Regions from separate parts of the Mus musculus genome. Here region 1 is linked to region 2. Evidence: chromatin contacts called from public HiCAR-type data. All regions are on one chromosome and are shown on one strand. The core of a region is the stretch at or near the end of the contact, and the rest is flanking DNA. Distances in the headings are between cores, read along the strand shown. Region 1 holds the start of Gtpbp4 (GTP binding protein 4). Region 2 overlaps Pfkp (phosphofructokinase, platelet).

Region 1 (4,569 bases), core at 2,061-4,560, 2.4 Mb after region 2:
AGTAAATTTGACTTTTCTCATATAAAAATGTCGAATCCGATGAATTTGATAATGTTTATGAATAACCGTTGGAGTCTTTCGTTGAGTCTTGGATAATGTTAGGTCAATAAAGTCCTATGATTAAAGAGAATAATTAAAATTCAAACATTTGCTTATAACTTTCTTAAAGCATTAACCCAGTAGTACATGGTTTAAACTACAAAATTTACTTTTTCAAAAATCAACTGTTTTGTATACAACTTGGCTCATCTTTATAGTTTCTGGCCTTTATGAAAACTTGCTACCCACCACCAAGACTAAGATAGTTGGGAGAATCTCAACCCTCCTCAAGAATGCCTGACCAAAAGGGACAGTGCTGGTAGTGTCTCTAAGTGTCAGAGCCTTGCATTATTTATGCCCTCAATCGCTCAGCCCCTACACCAAGTATGACACCAAGATCAACTAGGCCATGCCTCACAAAGACCCAGCCCCTGCCCCTGATAATGGGAGCATGCTCCATGTGTCCAACCACGCCAGGACCTGAGTTTGGAATGGCTGAAAAACTTGTGAATACTTCCAACTGATGGAGGAGGCCCCTTCCTTGTCACTCTTCCAATAAAAATATGCCTGGGGTAGAAGAGAGGACTTGCTAATGGTTGCTGAAATATATTTTACCCCATGTTTTTTAATGCTATTTTAACTTTCAAATAAACTCAAGAATAAATCAGAAGAAAAAGAGCCAGCTCTTCAATTTCAAGGATTTTGTAGCTTTGATTTTAAAGGGGTATAAAATGAAAAATCTAAAACTCATCATCTAAAATTTCCTGGGTATGCTGAGTAGACTATTTGAGATATTTGTACTTATTCACTTTTACCCAACCATAGAAAGCTGTTCTACTTTCCCTTGATCACTTCCATTAATTGAACAATATTGATCATTTTCTATAATAAAGGATAGAATGAACACAATGCTGAAGACAAAACAGTGAAGAAGACACTAAGATCCAACGAAACAAAACCAAAGGCAAGCAGGTAATCACAATACAGTCTGCCAGATTACGGAGAGCATGGATACTCAGGCCTGCTGCTCTTCTACTCTGTTCCTTTCCATGGTCCTCATATCTTTTAAAAGTTGCCTACTGAAAAGTTTCTCCAAACTCACCCATTTATTAGTATATTCTTTGTTTTTATTTTTCTAATCAGGGTTTCTCTGTGTGTAGCTTTGATTGTCCTGGAATTTGCTCTGTACACCAGGCTAGCCTCAAACTCACAGAGATCTCCTGCCTTTGCCTCCTCAGTAGTGGGATTAAAGGCATGCACTAACACCGACTGCCCAGTTCTCACTACATTCTTATGTTATCCCAAATCTCTGATATTTACAGGAGTTTATAGTCAGGGTTCCTCCCACCCAAGCCCTCGCCCACCAAAACAGAGAGATATTTGAGTTCACTTTATAAAATGGCACAGTACTTGTGTGTAGAAGAATCCACATATATTTGTCATATACGGTAAATAGCTGTAACTATATGTAGGGAATGCTCCTTTAAAAAGTCTATGTGCATGGTGGCTCACGCCTTTAATCCTAATCCTAGAGGCAGAAATGTATAAGTTCCAGGCCAGCCAAGGCAGACAAAAAGAAAGCAAACAAACAAAAAAGAGAAAATAAAGTCTATGTACATTAAATATAGATGCAATTTTCAAATAGTGTTTTTAATCTGTGTTGGTTGACTCTGGATTTGAACTCATACAGAGGGCCAATTGGAGCTCACACTTCTCCATCATACTGCGGTGGGTATAAACACATTCAGTTATTCCTTCAGAAAATCCTTTTTTTTTAAGATTTATTTACTTATTTATTTATTATATATAAGTACATTGTAGCTGTCCTCAGATACTCCAGAAAAGGGCATCAGATTTCATTACAGACGTAACGTGGTTGCTGGGATTTGAACTCGAGACCTTCGGAAGAGCAGTCGGCGCTCCTAAACCACTGAGCCATCTCGCCAGCCCCCAGAATATGATTCTTAAAGACGCAGACTATTCTATGTGTTTCTATACACAGAACTTGGCACACACTTTACAAAAGCACCCCATACTCTTCAGATTGACTTTTTATTTCCCACCACCTATCTACACACATGCAAACTCATCTGCAAACAGACCTCCTTCAGGGCAACAGAGACAAAGGCTGCCTTTCCTAGGTCAATTATATCAACAAAGTTCCTTTGACCCAATGAACTCTATTTCCAGTGAAATAAAAAGTGTACGAGTTCCTTCAACATGCACTTGAGAAGTAGTGGCGACAGTCTCGTGGGCTAAAACAAAATGTGATTCCTACATGTAGTTTCTTTCCAATTATTACAAACGTGTGAAAAACGTATCAGAATGGATATCAGAAAGAGGAAGAAAGGAGAAATACAGAGACGTGTAAGGAAAACAACTAGTGGAAACATGGTTTTTGTCTTTTCAAGACAGGGTCTTTCAGAGATCCGCCTACCTTTGCCTCCCTAGTGCTGAGACTAAAGGCGTGCACTACCACGCCCACCAGAAAATACTAGTTCTTTACACAAGTTTTCAAAGCAAGCTCATTCAGAAAGGGGGATGTCGAAAACACCCACACTGCGGTCAATTTAACGATAGTGACACTGGTTCCTCTAACTGATTCTGCAATTTAATGCCCATGGCTTGCCAGAGAAACCGGTGTATCCTTTTAGGTTCTTTAGCCTACCTCATTCTCGACATTTGGGAGGAAAGCATCTTGCTACGTTACATAATGTGGGCCTGGCTACTTGCGTGCTTATAACCAATTGCATCTTTTAAGTCCAACGACAAAATGACAGCTACCTAAAATCTTTTTAGACCGTGACGTCACGAATCAAATTCTACTTAAAGGGGAGGGTACTCACACGACGCTCACCACTGGCCCCTTCAGGCTTCCTACCCTGCTCCTTACTGTGGCCACCACCCAGACACTTTGTCCCGTCGGCAGGCCACACAAGAATCATAGGCTCTGGAACGGCCCTGATGTCTTGGAGGGATTCTAGGGCTTAGGGTACCCAAGGACAGCAGGAGAGGGGCTTGGTTTCAGAGAGTGGGACTGATCTCCGAGGGTCGCGAGGACAAAGCCTAGCAAGCGGAGCTCCGCACTGAGGGCCGAGGGACTGCACGGTGTCCTCCCTCCCCCAGTCTCGGGGATACAGGCCTGGACCCTCCCTGGCGACTTGTCGGGGAAATGGAGATAGGCGGAAACGACCTCTGTCACCCCTACCTTGGCAGACGGCACCACCGTAATCTTCTTGAAGTTGTAATGCGCCATGCCGGCGGTGGAACGCACGAGGAACCAGGAGAAGCGGAGGACCGGACTTCCGCCGGCGGAGGTGGGCGGGACTTCCGCTATCCGGCGTGACACAACTTTGGCTGCCGGACTCAAGCGTTACATCATTTCCTGAATGTCCGCGAGGCGTGGCCCACGCGTCCGCCTAGACAGGCTTCTAGTCCCACAGCGTCCCCGCTCGGCCGGGAAGTCCGCCGCCAAGAGCCGCGGTAGAGATCTGCTGGGTTTAGAGGTGGGAGAGATAACCTTGCGGGGTGAAAGGGAGACTCCCGGCTGGCCACCTTGGCGGGGCTCTCAGGAAACACTGCCCTCACCCAAGCCGGCTTCGGGGCTCCAAAGGGTGTTTCCAGCCACCTCTGGGGACGCCGCGGCCAGAGCGAGTGACGAGCGGGAAGACGCAGCGCGGGGCTTCTGCATCACTTTGGTGTCCCTTGAGCAAGAAAGGCTGTCTGTCGCCTGGCAGTGTGGAAAGTTATTTATTCGAGTAAATTATGTTGACGGGGCTTCTGTTAATGGAGTAGACTGCATACTTCCAGGTGGCCCGAGTTTCCTCTCCTGACCTTGCAGTCTCGAGGTGGTTTGTGGGTGCTCCACCTTCACCTGACCTTCACCTGACATGGGCCAGTGAAAAAACTCTGCCCCCCACACAGCTGCCCAGAACCCAGGCACCAGACATAGACACAAAGTCTGATCCGTACAGACCTACATGGATTGAAGCCAACCTTCCCACTTGCGTTTTCCCTGTCAGTTTAATTAAGCCACCCATTTCTTTACCTTAATCCATCTACTCTTGCCTCATGATTATCTTTTAACTAAAAGACCCTTTCTCAGGTGTTGCCATCTTCTTCAAACCTTTCTCCCTATTTTTCTGTGACATCCATCATTCTGGTACTTGATGTCTAGAATGCAGTCTTCTTTGCTAATTTACCTTCCTGAGTCTCTCCCTAACTAGATAATCCTCAAGGTTCTTCCTCTCCTCAAAGTCTCCTTTCTCCTTTCTCCTTCACAGCCCCAGTGTGGACTACTTTGATAATACAAGTTGCTTTCAGCCTGGTGTCTTTTTTAATTACAATCAGACATTTTCAATCAGACTCCAGATATGTTAAATTGGGTATTTCCCAAGAGCATTTACTTTCTGCTTTTCTGACTAAATGCATCTCTCTGTGCTGTTGGAAAGGACAGTCTCGGGCTGGTGAGATGGCTCAGCGGGTAAGAGCACTAACTGCTCTTCTGAAGTTCCTGAGTTCAAATCTCAG
Region 2 (5,220 bases), core at 2,649-5,148:
CATCAACAACTTCAATAATTCGGTGCAGGGCTGAATCTGTACCAATGGTCATGTCTGTGCCACAGAAGTCATTGTCAATGGAGCCCACCATACCCACCACGTTGAGGTAGGAATACTTCTGCACTGTGTCGTTATCGATATCACCTGTATGGGAGACAAGAAGCACACCTCGGATCCAGGAGGAGACATGGCAAGGTCTCTTGCTGATGACATTTGATACAGAATTGGAATTATAATCAAAAGAGCTTTAAAGAGACAGGGCCAAGAGTTCACATAGAATCCTCAGACATCCTAAATAATACCAAAAGAAATTTAAATTAAGAGAGAGAGAATGCAGATCAGCAACTTTTAATTAAACTCTTATAACATATAGATTTAGAGACATCCTAGCTTATCAGCAGAAATACAACATGATGGCTAGAAATATGGATGCTGGCATCCAAGGACCAGTATGCCCAAAGATGACGGTTACAGCAGCCTGGCTTCCCCTACGACCTGGGACTCTTCTCTTAGATGGGGGTGTACATGATTACTGTCATGAGGGTTTTACAGGCCTCTCTAGGAAAGGGGGCATTTCCTAGCACACAGTAGGGCTTACTGTCATTTCTGTTCTTATTTAAACTGTGTGGTACCAGATGATAGGAGGCAAAACAACAGCCACAATTTGGCTATGACTAAAAATGAAGCTGGAACTGGTGATACACACTTTGAAGGCCAAACTGGCAGGAGGCAGGTACAGGTAGATCTATGAGTTCACATGCCAGGCTGGTCAGTACAGTGAGACCACATCTCAGAAACTAAAACGAAATTTTAAAAAATGGCTCAAAAGTATGTATGTCCATGTCAGCTATAAATAAAATAACTGTCGTCCCCCCCTCCCCCTTAAAGAAGGCACAATGTGTTACTTCCGAAGCTCTTAAAAAGCACCAACAGAGAAACCTGAGGCCGACTACTCAGAGCAAGGCACTAACAAGGGTGGAAACAGAAAGAGAAACCTACCATTCCGAGCCAGCTCTTCCAGAAGTCCGCTCCACTCCTTTCGGAAGAGGTTGGCTCCCGTGAGACTTCCGTCCCCGCCGATCACGCACAGATTGGTTATGCCCAAGCGCGCCAAGTTACAGGCAGCTTTCAGGCGCCCTTCACGGCTTCGAAAGGCTTTGCAGCGCGCACTACCGATGATGGTCCCACCCTGGAAAGGACATAAATCACGCTCACTGACAGTAAGTCAGGTGGATCGGCACAGGCAGTGAACCATGATACCTGTAGAACTTTCCACGGGGTTTCCTCATTTTCATCTCAGTTTCCTACCTTTAGTGGAAGTCCCTAAAGGAACACACTAGCCTGATACCCGTGAAAGATGGATGGTAGCATCCACTGAATGGAAAGAACAAGTGTGTACAGGGTCACTGCAGCCTCCCAGCTTCTTGGGGTCAAAACTGTCCTGACAAGAGATGAACTGGCACTCCACTGGGCATCAGCCATGACCTGTAGCACAAACTTGTCCTGCCTTCAGATGATGGCCTGGCTCTCCCATGAGTCAGATCTTTGAACAATCTGAAAGGTGTGTAATTTTGGTGACTTCACTTAAAAGCATAGTCCCAGTGTAGTTGTCCTCATGAAGGGTCCAGACTATATCAAAGAATGAGAGTTCACCTGTGCCTCTCGGTAAACCTGTCATTTCTGTTGTGTCACACAAGGGACGGCATCAGCTACAAGTCACCACTAGTTCCTCTAGCATTTTATGAAAGCTGCATCTTAAGAAAGCTTAAGTTCCATACCCAAGCTTCCAGGAGAGAGAAAGAAGTGATTTTCTATACAGCTTTTCAAATAGTTAAGATCTTAGCCCAGTGCCGGTGGCGCACGCCTTTAATTCCAGCGCTTGGGAGGCAGATGCAGGAGGATTTCTGAATTGAAGGCCAGCCTGGTCTACAGAGTGAGTTTCAGGACAGCCAGGGCTACACAGAGGAACCCTGTCTTGAACCTTCCTTCCTACCCCTTCCCCAAAAGTTAAGATTTTAGAACAATGAGGTTCCTTTAAACAAACAACGAATCAGTTTAGAAGAGTTGAGTCCATTCCCGAGACAACTGCTTCTGACTCGTGCGGTTTCCAGGCTGAACCATGCTACAGGCAGAGTCTCAATGCAGATGGCTCACTAGAAACCCATTCTCCTCCTTGCATGCTAGAATTCATATGTCTAAAGCTCATTTATAAAGCTGTCAAAATTTACAGTTTTCCATGAAAATTACCACCATGTTATTGAGTGAAACCTTAGTTAGAAATTACTAATAAAGATGAAGTCAACGCAACACCTACACTGATGCTGGGTTAGTGCCATTGCTAAGTGGGATGGGCCACATGCAACTGGACATGACAGAGGCGGGCCAGGGGTGGCAAGAGCCAAGTCCAGAGCAGAGCTGAGCCTGTTCTCTGAACCATCTGATAAAGACCAGTCAGAAGAGCATGGTACTGTTACAACTGGGAGTGGAAGGGAAACCCACGGACTCCAGAGTTGAATAGATACAGTGGGCAGCCTCAGGATGAAAACTATGGACAACCAACTTACAGATGCCATTCATAGATTTACACACACACACACACACACACACACACACACACACACACCCTCTCAACCGAGCAGTGTTTCCTATTTTCCTATCTCAATCACAACAGCAGGATGGGGATGTTCTGTGTTTAACAGAGTGCTTGTCTTGAAAGCATTACTCTGCCTAACTTTGAACTTCCCAAGCCGTTCTTCACTCTCTAGGTACGCAGCAAAGCTAAGACATTCCCAGGTGCCATCTCCGAGTCTTCGACATTTGCTAAAGTGCATATGCCCTTAGCACCTTCAGAATGAATTTGCTAATTTTACTTATATTAAAAAGTACTCCAGATGAGTCAAAGATTAATGCTTAGGTTTTAAAGCCTCAAGCAACAAATAAATAGCTTTGTATGAAGTCTTTTCTTTCTATGCCTTCTCTTTACTTCTCAATTAATTTGTTCCCTCATTAAGCCAAAAGGTTCCAGGGATGTAAGCAGCATAAGTTCCCTGGACAGATTTTTTTTTTAATCAAAGCAGGCAACCATTTACAATTACCTCTTCCTTGTGCACAATACAGAAATTAGCTGTGTCTGCTTCAAGCTAGAACAGGGATGAAGTGTCCCAGTTAAATCCACCGCCCTAGGGGCTGCCAGTCAGAATTTTTCCCAGGCTTTGTTTTACTCTGTGCCAAGGGATATATAAAAACCCAGAGGGCACAGAGATTTACCGATGAGCACACAGTACCAGCAAACCAAATTAACCTCTACTACACTCATTTGCTCTGAAAAAAAAAAAAATCTTCCAGAAATACCACAATGAACAGTAGCTGAGGCTGAGACACCCAAGCTTGTATTGCAAAGATACTTCCTGAGTTGAGGTCATGTTGGTATTTTTAAGATGGAATAAAAGGGCTTGAAGGATGACTCAGTGGTTAAGACTGCTTGCTATATAATCGTGGGGACCAGATCCTCAGATTCGAGCTCCCACATATCAGGCTAGGTACTCCACAAACGGTTGTAATTGCAGCTCCAAGAGACCCAACATCATCTTTTGACCTTTCTGTGCATAGGGGCACACATACGCCCATATACTCACATAGGCATGCACATACATACCTAAAGTAAAAATTAATTAAATGACACATCTTGTAGATTGAATGTGAACCCTTGGTCCTCAAGTAGGGACACTATGTAGGAGGACTGTAGCTGCTTTGAGACCAGGTGAATTCCACATGGCTTGCTGGGGGAGAGCCTTGAAGGTGCCAACCATCCCAGCTTCTGGTCCAGTCCTCTGATTCTGATCTGCCAAGGCACTGAGAAGCCACTTGACAATCTCCCTCGACCACAAGCTTGGCCACAAGCCACTACCTGTCATGTGCCGAACTGCTCAGCCTCTCAAGCCACCCTGCTCTCCTGACTAGAAGGACTATACCTACTGAACCATGAGCCCAGTAAATCCTCCCTTGGGTTCCTTCAGTCAGATATCTGTCCCAGAGAAAGGAAAATAAGGAGCATGGTAAGAAATGAGTGTCCTCTGGCCTTATAACTAGTTTAAAACAGTAAACTAATTATAGTTTATTATGAGCTAGCAGGGATGGGAAGGCGTGTTAGAGCTTACTCAAGCATCCAGTGTTTTAAATGAAAACAGAGACATTAATATAGAGAAACAGAGAACAGCATGGCACCTACCACTTGCAGAATGCTGGAGACACAGTCCCATTTGGCTTCCACAATATTGGAGCCTCCATCCACCAAGCCTTGGTAACCCTGGATGAGGAAAAAAAACAAACATCTATTTAAAGAGAGGCTAGGCTTTACTGTACATTAATTAATAAACCCACAAATTATAAAACAGAAACACGATGACAATGAACCTAGTTTTTAAACTGACTGTTAGAAGACAATGCAAGCAAGTGCTAGATAAAAGTATTTAGCCATAGTCATCAATCAACCAATTAATCAATCAAAACCAAAAAGCAAACATTTCTACAATGAGCTTAGGAAAGGAAGGGAAGGAACAGGTAGAACGGAAGCCTCAGTGCACCCTGGGTCCATGTGTCAGGTCCTGCTCCCCACTATGATGAAACAGATTCTACCTAGGGTGCAGTGTCTTCATCCAAACTCATAAGCTGCTGAGCCAGAGAGAACACAGTGAGGGATGCGGCAGCCAGGGCCTCAGCCATGACTCCACAGCTCTCCGAGAAGAGCAGGACAAAGAGTTGCACTCACCAAAGGGCTTTGGCATAAGATAACATGAAGACATGTCAAGCTCCCTCCCAAAGGCCCACTGTGATAAGGTCTGCATTCAGTAGTAGGGTAACTAAAAGGCCCAAAGCAAGGATGTAGCCCCAACTTGCACACTGGAGAAGAGGACCAGCCGGAAGGCCACAAGCATCCTGAGATTGTCTCGGGGCTGGAACAGGTAAACCTTTCCTGGCATCAATGTCCAGCAGCATCCACACTCATAGAACTGCTCCCCACAAAGCCACCACAGGCCGCTTGACTACTTAACTATGCCACACAGTGAACAGAAATGGTGCCTTTCCTCTTATTCTTTTAACTTAAATGCTGGGTTCTGTCTGTTTGTTGAGACAAGATCTCACATACCCCAGACGGGCCCTGAATTTACTGTGCAGCTGAAGGTGACCTTGAACTCTGTTTCCTCTACCTCTACCTCCTAC

Evidence for each region. HiCAR-type assays count read pairs that join an accessible place to other places.
Region 1: a HiCAR-type map of astrocytes shows a contact between it and region 2, with 7 times the contacts expected there. The contact joins the promoter of Gtpbp4 here to the enhancer-like site in region 2. A contact is called at or near these places in 6 of 39 promoter capture datasets (the 3T3-L1 cell line, 3T3-L1-derived adipocytes, cranial neural crest and 2 more) and 4 of 115 datasets of contacts at active chromatin or transcription factors (astrocytes, embryonic stem cells, large pre-B cells and 1 more).

The regions. Positions count from the first base shown.
Region 1 is chr13:8,992,702-8,997,270 of GRCm38.p6, forward strand. Gtpbp4 (GTP binding protein 4) reads right to left here and starts at 3,311. Exons shown (of 17, transcript NM_027000.4): 1 at 3,248-3,311; 2 at 1-114. The coding sequence starts at 3,295.
Region 2 is chr13:6,620,908-6,626,127 of GRCm38.p6, forward strand. Pfkp (phosphofructokinase, platelet) reads right to left here. Exons shown (of 22, transcript NM_019703.4): 3 at 4,229-4,306; 4 at 1,000-1,189; 5 at 1-144. Among named protein-coding and RNA genes, the nearest start is that of Gm35730, 4.3 kb to the right of the region's middle. Within about 2 kb of position 3,899, at least 50 of the 459 cell types and tissues checked have an H3K27ac peak or open chromatin away from gene starts, as enhancers often do. A contact at or near this core is called in astrocytes, where this site is marked.